Regions from separate parts of the Mus musculus genome. Here region 2 is linked to region 1. The links are chromatin contacts, called in public HiChIP or PLAC-seq maps. All regions are on one chromosome and are shown on one strand. Each heading gives the region's core, a stretch centred on a gene start, on an enhancer-like site or on the middle of the called end of the contact. The rest is flanking DNA. Distances are from core to core; before and after follow the strand shown.

What was found. HiChIP or PLAC-seq counts read pairs in DNA pulled down with a chosen protein or histone mark.
Region 2: a contact with region 1 is called in an H3K4me3 HiChIP or PLAC-seq map of the SCID.adh cell line, with 8 read pairs. The contact joins two enhancer-like sites. A contact is called at or near these places in 3 of 39 promoter capture datasets (the 3T3-L1 cell line, embryonic stem cells and stem cell-derived epiblast-like cells), 1 of 15 datasets of contacts at CTCF or cohesin (embryonic stem cells), 3 of 484 Hi-C or Micro-C datasets (embryonic stem cells, nephron progenitors and stem cell-derived primordial germ cell-like cells) and 1 of 115 datasets of contacts at active chromatin or transcription factors (the SCID.adh cell line).

The regions. Positions count from the first base shown.
Region 1 is chr16:35,904,417-35,910,507 of GRCm38.p6, forward strand. No RefSeq gene overlaps it. Among named protein-coding and RNA genes, the nearest start is that of Parp9, 31 kb to the right of the region's middle. Within about 2 kb of position 3,200, at least 64 of the 459 cell types and tissues checked have an H3K27ac peak or open chromatin away from gene starts, as enhancers often do. A contact at or near this core is called in the SCID.adh cell line, where this site is marked.
Region 2 is chr16:35,743,984-35,750,095 of GRCm38.p6, forward strand. The region is part of intron 2 of Slc49a4 (solute carrier family 49 member 4); the gene reads right to left. Among named protein-coding and RNA genes, the nearest start is that of Slc49a4, 22 kb to the right of the region's middle. Within about 2 kb of position 3,553, at least 53 of the 459 cell types and tissues checked have an H3K27ac peak or open chromatin away from gene starts, as enhancers often do. A contact at or near this core is called in the SCID.adh cell line, where this site is marked.

The sequences.
Region 1 (6,091 bases), core at 1,950-4,449:
AGCTTATTGATTGCCAATCGGTATAAAAAGGCCTAGCCCACTGTGTGGTGTTGCTGATTGCAGGGTCTGGATATGCAAAGAGGTGAGAGTGACAGGCCAGGCAACGGCAGCTTTGGGACACTACCAAAGGAGGAAATGAAATAGGGGAAGCAAATGTCCTGGAGGAACGCTGGATCTGGTGTCACTTTAAGGCCCACATGTTAAAGGTCCAGCCTCTAGCTAAGTGCTATTGACAGGGGGCAGAACCTTTAAGAGGCAGAGCTAATGGGATGTCATGGCGGGGTATGGTCTCAGAGAAGATGCTGAGAACCTTGTCTCTCCTTTCTTGCACTTCTTAGTCATGAGGAACAGGTTTGCTCCACCACATACTTTAGCCAGATGTGCTGCTCAGCGCAGGCCCAAAGCAATGAGGCCAATTAATTAATGGCTGGGATCTCCAAAGCTAGGACACACACACACACACACACACACACACACACACACACACACACAAACCTTTCCCTTTTATAAGACAACTGGTCTCAGACATTTGTTCTAGTAACAGAAGATGACTAGCCTAAGGTTGGACATGTAAAACGACACTAAGGAAAAAAGAAATAGAGAAGAAAGGCAGAAAAGACTCCTGGGTTCTGCCACAGAGCACCAGATGCTACCCTGACTTCACTGAGAGTAAGAGCAAGCCCAAGAGAAGGTAGCCAATTCAAGACGTTCAAGACACAAAGATGCAACCCTCTTCCAGTTGTTACCTGGGAAACAGAGGTGCACAACATCTAGTCACACCATTCGAGATCACTGAGACTGGTTTCCTGACATTATTTTCTCTGAGAAGTCAACTATTATTTTGTACTCTCTAAGAAGGAACCAAACTGAAGCCATTTTTTTTAAAATAAAACCTCCATTTTGAATAGGGACCAAATAAAAGTTGAAGTTCCCAAGACCTCTCTGAGTAACTGACATCCTGGTTGGCAGAGAGAGACATGTACATAGGTAACTGGCATCCTGGTTGCCAAGTTGAGACATAAATGCTAGGCAAGTTGCCCTGCCACAGTTGAACAACCCAACCAATGGGAACAGGATAAGTGTACCACAAAGACACATTCCTCAGGAAATCCCCTATCCCTAAGCACTGATTGGTGGGAAAATGTAACCATAACTTGGCACAGGTGTCTGTGGTTTTGAAACTTAAAAGGTCTGCGAACCTGTGGCTCTGGGTCACACAGTTCCGCTCCCAAGTCTGTTCTGCAGCTGTGACCGATCAGTGGCAGCTTGATTACAATAAAGTTTTGTCATCTGTGTTGACCTGGCATTTGAGCTGTGCTGGGTCTAAATGGATCTCATAAAAACTCAGTTCACCTCATATAATTCAGTCTCCTCCCATCTGTGCAGCTGAAAAGAAGAAGAAGAAGAAGAAGAAGAAGAAGAAGAAGAAGAAGAAGAAGAAGAAGAAGAAGAAGAAGAAGAAGAAGAAGAAGAAGAAGAAGAAGAAGAAGAAGAAGAAGAAGAAGAAGAAGAAGAAGAAGAAAGACAAGTGGAACCAATGCACAACACATCGGTTACTGAGAGCTGCACCTTCATTTCTGAGAAATGAAAACTGCTGACTGCTCAGATAGCCGCGAGGCCCCTCCCCTCTCTCCCGGTTCACTCCGGGAGCAGTTTTAACTTTCTGTTATTCAGAATTACTTTTGTAATTGGTGGGGGAAATAAGGAGCTTATTGGAGTTACTTACAGGAGCTTGAGTGAAGGGTTTCTCACTCAAAACCAAATGCATCACAAAGAAGTGCCACCTCTCCATGTGAAGATTTCCCCCCAAAGCTGTGTGACCCATCCCCATCCAGATTCTTTAACTCAATAACTATATTACTGAGGCTGGGTGTTGGTGTGTGCCTTTTGTCCCAGCACTTAGGAAGTGGAGACAGGCATATCTTTGTGAGTCCCAGGCCAGCATTGTCTACAGACTGAGTTCAGGATAGCCAGGGCTTCATAGAGAAACTCTGTCTCACAAAACAAAACAAAACAAAACACTCACCAAAAATATCGTTTATATTGTTGAATATTTGGGGTGCTGTTTAAAGGTATTATCTGGGGCCTAATAAGATGACTCATCAGGTAAGAGCACGGACTGCTCTTCCAAAGGTCCTGAGTTCCAATCCCAACAACCACATGGTCACATGGTGGCTCACAACCACCCATAATTAGATCTGACGCCCTCTTCTGGTGTGTCTGAAGTCAGTATATATATATATATATATATATATATACAGTGTGTATATGTATAATAATAAATAGATCTTTGGGCTGGAGCAAGCAGGGACTGGGCGAATGGAGTTGACCAGAGCAAGCAGAGATCCTAAAAAAAAAAAAAAAATTCAATTTCCAACAACTACATGAAGGCTCACAACCATCTGTACAGCTACAGTGTACTCACATACATAAAATAAATCTAAATAAATAAATAAATGTATTATCTGTCTTAATCCATTCAGTCCTTAAAACAAACCAATGGGTAGATCTCCATTTCATGGGTTCTGTGAAGTCTTGGGAAGTGGTAGAGTGGCCCAGGCATCCATGGGTGCTTGAACTCTCTGCCGGGCTCTAGAGCACTGAGACACTGTCCCACTTTCCCAGAAGAGCAACGTCCGTGCTCATCCACCTCAATTTTTCAGGAGGGCAAAGGGCAGCAGCCTCTGAGGCTGGGCAGCAGGCCAACCACGGCTCGGAAGCAGTGCCCAGTGGCTAAGCAAAGCTGGAGTCTCGGCTGGAACAGAAATATATATATATATTTTGAGCAATTTGAAGTGTTTTACACTTTATTATAATATTAAAAAAGAATAAAACTGTGTAAATACTACGTGTCAATGAAAAATTTGAAGCAAATACGGGATTTTCTGAGATCCTGTTCACGATTCATCCTAACAATTGTTGAGTAGCTATTGAATAAGATAGGGCCTGTGTTAAAAGATAGTTATTACAAAGCTGTCAAAATATTTTACAAGCTGAAAAATAGAAAAAGGTCAAAGTTTAGATGCTAACAAGAAAATTGGCCATTTTCTTTGAGTTATTTGATTCCTCCTACACACAGGTAATTAGGCAAATAATTAGCTGGCTTCAGTTCATTGAGTGTTCTAGTCAAGGTTATGGTGGCACCACGTGGGTCATAATGCAGTGACAGCTGGGTTGATTACATAAAAACAAGTGCTTTGCCCTTTGCCATCCTCCCCTATCTTCTTTCAGCCTGTGACTTCTCAGTTCCTCATGAGTCACACACAGGCTGACAGAGGGCTTTCTGTGCCAGGATATTTGACCAGCAAAGATAATGGATTGAAGGAGCCTGCCACACAAAAGCTTTCAGCAAGCGAATTTCTTTGTCTGGCCGCTGTTCTTGCTGAGGTACAAACTTTCCCCAAAACATCAAGCCTTCTCTGCAAAAGAGGCTTCAATGCAGGTGCAGCAGCTCACATTCTGCTATGCAAGGCTTGCTGGGGCAGGGGACCCACAGCACAGCATAGACCTACCCTAACACAGCCTTCAGTCTAGGTCATCTCTCCAGGCCCTGGTGCCCTACATCTGGTTCTATTTCTGCAGTGGACTAACCTGCCTTAAGGGCAAGAGCTTGCTGTACAAGCTAGAGCAGGGCATTTAGGGCTAATGCTGCTGACACAGGACGTCAGCTTTACACTTGGAATCCTGCCCTCCCAGGTCCCTGCTGCCTCCAAGTCTTTAGTGGTCCCATTTCTCTGTACTGGTTTTCCACTCATGTCAGTTACCCTGGCTGGCTATCTGGTTCCATGTTGCAAAATATGTTTATCTTTTGTTCATTGTTATTTTCTTTCCAACTCTCCTTTTTCCTTGCCTTGCAGCCTTTATGATAATTTCAGAAGAGTGAGACAGGAGTAAAGCTCATGTTCAATCTTCCATTTTACGGCTACTTTTGAGTGGTTGGTAAAAATGGTAGCTATTCTACAGACTCACTTCTGTGAGTTCTACAATATTTTACAACTGAGAAAGTATTAAAATGTCTGCTTGTATTTGATCTTACCCTTTAACTTAAAACTCAATGTTTTATAATACACACAGTATATTAGTATAGGACAATTGATACAGGTAGCAGACCTCAAAAGGGTTATAGCAAGGGGGTGGTCAAACATGATAGGGGAAAAAAATTCAAGGAAAAGAGATTGAATTTCATTTCTTGTTCACAATCATGAACAGAAGAGCTAGAGGAGACAAAATGTGACTACTAACTATGTAAAAATTTGTTGGGATTTCCACTTGACCATCTAGTGAATTCATCTAAAATTACCTAGAAATGAAAACAGTAAGTGGCCACAACGTTAAGTTGGAAATATTAGTCCAATTCCTCAACTATTTTATAAAAGTCACTTTTATTCTCTAAGTTTAATCATCATCACAGAGGCTTACTGCTAAAGAAACACCTTTTTTTCAGTCCTTTCTGAACTCTAGCTGTGTGGTTCAACTCAGCTGTTTTGGCCCAAAATCCTCTCCAAGCTGACTGATTCAATCTGGCTTCTCTACCATTCTGACTGAATTGCTCTGCTTGGCCTTAAACTGACTCTGGAAATCTGTTCTAATCTTGCTCCTTCGCATCCTCTGGCTTGACTCTTTACCTGGAACCTGTCTTTGTAAAACTGCCTTCTCTATCTTCTTCTGCACTGCATCTCTTAAGTAGCTTCTCCTCCATGTTTTGTTCTTGTGAGAGTTGGATGTAGCCTATCTTTGACTCATCTGTCAAATCTTTCTCTGATTTGTCACTTTATCACGCAATTAGGCATCACTTTCAAAAATGGCTGCTTCCTTCTACAAACTAACTTTACCTTCATTATCTGAGATTAAAGGTGTGTATTAAGGGAGTTCCGATAGTCCAGCCAGAAGGATTAAAGGTATCATTCTAGCTGGATCATTTAGACTTAGAAGGTCTTTGGATGTGATCCCTTGCCAGAGCAGCCTTGTTCCTAGATTAAGATTCCTCTACACTATCCAATAATAACAATAATCTTTCAAAGTTCCCTCTTGCCTCAGAGACTTAGCTAAAGGATCATGGTTCAATCTAGGAATGTTCTCCATGAACCTCTATGCTGAGACTTAATTTCTTTTGTAGGTATGGGAAGCCTGATGAAGAGATAAGAAGTCCTTCTAGTCAACAACTAATGTAGAGAAAGACCTGTGAAAACCTAAAGACCTATTATACTTTAGCATCATGAATATTTATCTTCTTATTGTGGTGGTGAGGAAAATCAAATGCTTTATGACTACTGTTAGGCTATCCCTCATCTTTTGGTCCTAGACAACTGTGGTCCCCTATGTCAGGTGTGCTGAGGAAAGAGTGGGTTTGTAGATGGGTAAGAGAGGTAAAAACTACCTTCAGCCTAGATACTGGTAGATATTGTGGTGGTTTGATGAAAATGACTCCCATAGGCCCATAGAGACTGGTATTATTAGGAGATGTGGCCTTGTTGGCTTGGCTGAGAAACCAATTCTCCCCACCTCCTAATCTCTTGTCATGGTGTGTGCCTTCTATTTGAGTATCTCTAAGTAATGTTTAAGAGTGAGTTGGAGCCCTACATTGGGCGCCATCAATTACATTAATCAATTAATCTACTCAAATCTCCCAGTGGTGGCACAAGTTCCATACTACCTGTCCCAGTGTTTTGAGTTTCTGAAAGAAAGACACACACACACACACACACACACACACACACACACACACTTAAATATGCCTTAATCCCAAATTTCCATTTTGCTAATGCTTCCCTCCAATACTCCTGAGTTATTACTTCCTAGAATCGATATTCCATCTTTACTCTCCTAGTCCCAAGCGGGGGACCCTCTGGGGCTGCTCTTTTCTGCCTCTTACATGATTGGTATGTCTTTCTTTTTACTCTCAAGCCCAGATCTTATTCCTTAGACATGGCGATTCTCCTTATTCAGTCCCCTTGCTAGCAAATCCTAAAATACTGCCTCTGTCTCCCTGCAAATTAGTCATTTGTGGCCAACAATTTTATTTACCAATCAAAACCAACTGGGGACAGGGACCCTCAGCATCTTACATGTGAGATGCAGATTATACAAATTT
Region 2 (6,112 bases), core at 2,303-4,802, 160 kb before region 1:
CCGTGGCTCTGCTTCCGGTTCTGCCCGGTCCCTGCTCTGACTTCTTCCAGTGACGGAGTGAGGAAGAAATACCCTTTCCTCCCCTACATTGGTTTTGGGCAATGTCTTATCATAGTTAACATAGAAACAAAGCAGACAAGTGCTTACATAATTTACAAGCTACCTAAGACATTTCCAACACACATTCTCCCATTTTGCATTTTATGACTATTTTGAAGCATGACTATTTTGAAGCATAAGATTCCAGATGTTGATGTCGGATATTAGCCTCAGCATTACCCCCAACCCTAACTGGAGGTGGTGGCTTCCCTGTGTGAGGTCTTCACTGTTTTTGTGTTTACAAAAACAGACAACTCTTTGGGAACCAGATTTACTTTAGGAAACAAAGTTTCGGGAACAAGGCTTACCAGTTTTTGGGCTCTGTCAGGGATGTACTTTGATGCGGGCCGCAGAGTAAGGGGGGTGCTTTCTTCTAACAATGACCAACCTCAGGGACAGCAGCTACTTCCTGGAATGATTTAACAAGCACAGCCACTTGTGTTTTCACTATGTTACTACCAACAGCTTCTAGCCTATTTTGCTCTTATAACCAATTTGTTGCGGGTAACATAAATTTTACTGTTTCTTTTAATATTAAGGGGGAAACTCCAAGACAAACTCTTATTTTGAAGGAAAAAAGCAGTGGGCATTTTCAGCAGCCTTTGAAATGCTCTTAAATTTTTATTTTTTTCTTGGGGCAGAATGTAGTCCTAGTGGTAGAATGCTTGCCTAGAACTACAGAAGCTGGGTATGGTGGTACACTTGGGAGGAGAAGGCAACCTTAGCTACATAGGGAACAGGAGGCCAGCCTGGGCTACATTATGAGAGACTCTTCCCAACCTCCCTCAACCAACAAAGAGAAAAGCTAAATCTATTTTATAAATTATGCGTGTGCACACATGTGCCGTAGCACATGTGTGGAGGTCAGAGGACATCTTGCAGTAGTTGGTTCTTTCCTTCTACCATATGGGTCTCAGGGATTGAACTCCAGCCATCAATTGGGGCAGTGAATGCCTTTCCTGCTCAGCCATCTTGCTGGCCCTGAAATATTCTAAGTGGCCCAATTCAAGCTGCTCTGAAAATCTCAGCCACAGTCATGACGCGACCCCACACAGTTGGGAGAGGGAGAAAGTTGAGTGATCAGTTACCTGCTAACTTTGTAGAATTCTAACCTGGGCGATGGGACTGGAGTATGCGCCTGATGATTCTTACATCAAAATATGTGTGAAATTATATATGGGTGATGTTGAACAAGAAATAACTCAATATTCCTGTGTGATGTTGGGGCCTAGGGACTACCTCAGACATCAACACACCACAAAGAGAGGAAGGACTCAGTGTCAGAGCTCTGATTTCATACCTTTCCCTCTACTGAAAACTCGTAGTAGCAGCCGCCCACTACCTCAGTCTTGAGGCCCACCTCAGCACCAGGCAACAATACTTAAAAACATGGTCCTAGAGCTTTAAGAATCAAGCAGGGCAACAGAATTCTTCATAGTGTCTAAATCTTCAAGACCTATTTTTGTTTTTATCGTGAGTGCTTTGTCTGCATGTACCCATGTGTGTGTGTGCCCGGTGCCCACGGTAGCCAGGAGAGGCCATCAGGTCCCTTAGAACTTGAGTTTCCGAAGCTTCTGAGCAGGTGTGTGGGTGCTGGGGACGAACTCAGATCCCCTGCAAGAGCGACCATGCTCTTCAGTCCCTAGAGTCTAAGCAGTAATTACCTGATACTCACTTAAGCGATCATATCACAGAACAGATTAGTGAAACGCAATTTCCTTACCTGCTATTTAAAGTGAAAGCCCTCTGCCCTAGGCAGGTAGGTCCTAAGTCTAAATGAGCATGAGATTACCTAACAGACCTTGCTAAAATTGATAGCACTGGGGCGGGGACCAAGGATCTAGAAGGTTAGTAAATGGAATTTATTTTTAAAGACACCAATGTAAGGGAACTTAAATTTTATACATTTATAGAAAAGAATCTTAGTTCTTAAATGTAAATATCAAATGATCCACATTTCTACACTGGAGAAACTTACTATATGTTCCCTGTCTTTCTCTCTCTCTCACTTTCTGTTTGTTTGTTTCGAAACAGAGATTCTCTGTGAAGCCCTGGCTGTCCTGGAACCCACTTTGTAGAGCCCAGGCTGGCCTCGAACTCAGAGATCTGCCTGCCTCTGCCTCCCGAGTGCTGGGATTAAAGGCATGCGCCACCACGCCTGGCTCTCTCTCCCTTTCATTGTCCAGAGTCCATATGCATAAACTGTAGTGCCTGACCAGCCAGGGGAACAGTGAACTGTGAGTGACAACTCCTGGACGGATACACCCTCATGCTGAACTTCTAACAAGGCTGCTTAATTACAACTCCAAAGACCCAAGAGAATGGGATGTTTCTAGTCCAAAGCCAAATTATCTTAGGCCACCTTTGGGCCCCTTCAGGGCCCACTGATTGCCCTCTTCTGTATGTGGCCTAACATCTTTGTGATCATTCTGTAAGTTCCTTGGAATGTACAGACTACTAGTTCCCACCAAGCAAAGGGTTAAGAACGCTGCCACACTGCATCAGATGATGCAGTGAGATGTCTGTGACTTCCTACATGACATCCCATTGATGTATTTGAAAAGTGTCTTGATTTGCTTCCCATTTCTTTCTTCGGTACACGGAGGTTGGGATAACCAGAATCTATGGTCCCAACCTCGGCCACTGATATGGGCTACAGAATACGTTCTCTCTGACCTTCTTAGAAGCAAGAGTTATTTCCTCATCGACATCTAGGAAGCACTTTAATTTCTCTTAATTGGAAAGGTCATACATACAGCCCTGGTGTTTCGTTTTGTTTTATTTTTGTCAGCTTGACACAGCTAGAGTCGTTTTGGAAGAGGAACCTCAGTTGATAAAATGCCTTCATCAGATTGCCTATAAATTGTCTGTGGGGCATTTGCTTGATTAATGACTTATGTGGGGGGGTGTCAGCCCACTGGGCTTGGTGCCTGGGCAGATGGTCCTGGGTTCTATAAGAAAGCAGGCTAAGCACACCATGGGGAGCATCCTCCAGGCCTCTACGTCAGTTCCTGCCTCCAGATTCCTGCCTTTCCTCCATGATGAACTATAAGCTGTAAAATGAAATATATCTTTCCTCCCCAAGTTGCTTTTGGTCACAGTGTTTATCACAGCAACAGAAAGCAACCTAAGACATAGTCACATGTGGCAAAAATTCCCAACAGTAGTTAAGAATATAAAACAAGAAATAAAGGTTTTCTTCTCTCCAGACCTGGAGTTCCTTGGCTCCTTCCCCAAAGACAACTGGCAGCGATGGCTTCTTCTAGGAAGGGTCCTTGCTAAAATAAAGCTGCTACATGTACCTTTGCCACTGTTTTCTAAGTAGAAGCACACTAAACACACTGTTGTAAACCACACTTCTCTGCTCAGAAGCACATTTTAGAGACAGTCCACATGAGCACCTGCAAACTGTTACCTTTTCACAGCCACAAACAATCCCACAATCCACTGCACAGGCTTCTGTGGCTGGCAGCTGGGTGAGCCTGGCCTTCCTCTACCACAAGCAAAGCTGCACACACTCGGGTGTGCCGGCCACCTGGTACAGCTTTGCAAGTAGGCTAATTTTCTATAAATACACAGAGTAAAGGACACGTACGCTTTAAACCAGATATATTGCTCCAGCGCCCTGCAAATGGGACATCCCAAACTGTTCCAACACTGGCACTGCCAGATCGGTTTCTAATCACTGTCTTAACTTTGGTTTATTTAACCATGGCAGAAAGCTGGCTCCTCTCCCTCAATTCTGTCATTTGCATTTTAATTTCTATTATTGCTTGTCATAGCCATTCCCTCATGGATTGCTACTTCTTTACTGACTTGACATAATTACTTCCAACTCAACAAATGGCCCATTTGTCTTATTTGTTGAACTTCCTTGTTTTTAACTTGTCCTTTGACTTTGTTTTACAGTGTGGCTAATCATGAAGACATTTGACCACATTTTAACGTGGCTCTCGTCTCGGGCTTTGTGTCTTGGCTGCCAGGCCTTCTTCTCTCTTGGCTTCTTTAAAACAACCATGCTCCCAACACCATTATGGCTTGTTTTATATGTTAGGCCTTTGATACAACAGGAACTTGCTAAAGCAGGAAGGCAAGGATCCAGGTTTCTTCTCATTGAGTTTTAGCTTCTAAAAGCCTGGGAGCAAATGGCCTTTTCTCCTACAGCCATGCGAAAGACAACTTGTCCAGCTGCAAGGCATTTCACACTGGAAACTTTTTCTAGAAAACCGTGTTTATTAGGGCCACACTCTTGAGCTGTCTGACACGGTAGTAAAGCTACTCAATGTTTGCATTGACAGAGGGACTCTGAATGGGAAGGTAATAAACACGGCACGTGTTATGGATAAGTGGCCCATCTGTGACTAAGGACAGAAATGACTTGCTGGAACTTCACCCCCAGGAAGCCGAGCTTGTTGGTGGAGCTGGGTCAGAACTCGAAAAGCTCCATGGGAGGTGGGCCCACAAGACACAGACTGCCAACTTCTTGTCTCAGTGATGTTTAAATGAATTTTGTAGGTCTTTATTACTTCCACCATGTCATATAAACTGAAAAAGTAGCAATCTAGCACACTTATCAGATAAAAATATAGGTTCTAATTATAGCATTTTCATTTTGGCAGCTGCACTATAGACGCTGCTTGGAATTACTGTAGCACACAGAGTACCTTACTCTGGGGAACCTATTCTTTACAAATGAACACAAGATTGAAAAGTAAGTTAGGAAAGGCTCAGTATTTCTGAGCTGTTTCTCCCTCCTGTCCACCCTTCCTTTATTCACATTTCTCTGTGAGCTCCATTTCTCTTCTGTTTCACTTTCTCTGCCAGAACGCAGACCCAACACCCGCCCTATTTCTAGAATCCTAACTGGAAAGATAGAGATGAATGTAGCGTTGGGATGGTAAGAGCACAGGTGGTCCAGAGCAGAATTAAAACCAAAGGCTGAGTGACATCTTCAGAGTGCCTTGAGGACATTACAACATTGTATTTTTAACACCGTGGATGCCTTAAAAACAAACAAATCTGCACTGTTTAATAAATTTAGACCACATCAAACACCATCAAGACCCAACTCAGGAGGACAGAAGCTAACAGCCTTCCACGGGACCCGTGTGACTTTTCTGGCTTTCTTTTACAAAACAAAAGCATTTGTAACTTAAGTTTCCTGAAAAGAGAATATATTTTGAAAATCAGAAAACGAACATTTATTTTTAAACTGTCAAGTTCTGCTCTAAATGAAAGCCACCCACCTCGCCTCCCACGTCTATCTCTAACAGACCCCCAGGCAGTGGCTCTGCCTCGGCCGCACCACCTCTGACCTCTCCTCACGTTTGCGCTCACACAGGCCATCCTGTCATTCTGAGAACCCCGTGAAGCCAAGAGTTCCCAGGATCCCTTTCCTCCCCACATCGGCATTTTCAGTAGCCAGTTCTCCAAAACACAGTTTCCACACTCTTTCACTACCATTGCTACCACAATGCCCAGCAGCGTCTCCCCTGGTTTGGTGACTAGTTTCCCAGGGGCTTCCTTATTTTGCCTGTGAGCTCCAGCTTCCCTACAGGCAGAACAGCAGCCTGTCACCAGGACACTCCACAGCTTAGAACCTCCAGTGGTTTTCTAGCTCCGAAAAAGCCCTGAAGTCCATCCAGGAGCTCACACAATCTTAGAGGATCCAGCCCCACACTTCCGTAGCACCAATCATAACTTGGACGTTAGGTCTTTCCAAAAGGCCAGCCACTCACCCACTCACTCTCACTCACTCAGTTCTAGCCATCATGGCCTCCCTGCCAGGGATGCCCTCCCTCTTCTGCCATTTTACACCTGTGGTTCTCTCTGCACAACCAAAACTGCTCTGTCCCATGGAGTCATTTTATATCTCCTTTATACTCTTACCTCTATTTCTGAAAACAATTTTTTTTAGATTTACTTGTTTTACTCAAAGTGTATGAATGCATTGCCTGCAGACATATGTGTATCATGTGCATACTTGTTGGAGTCCCTGGAACTGGGCTATACA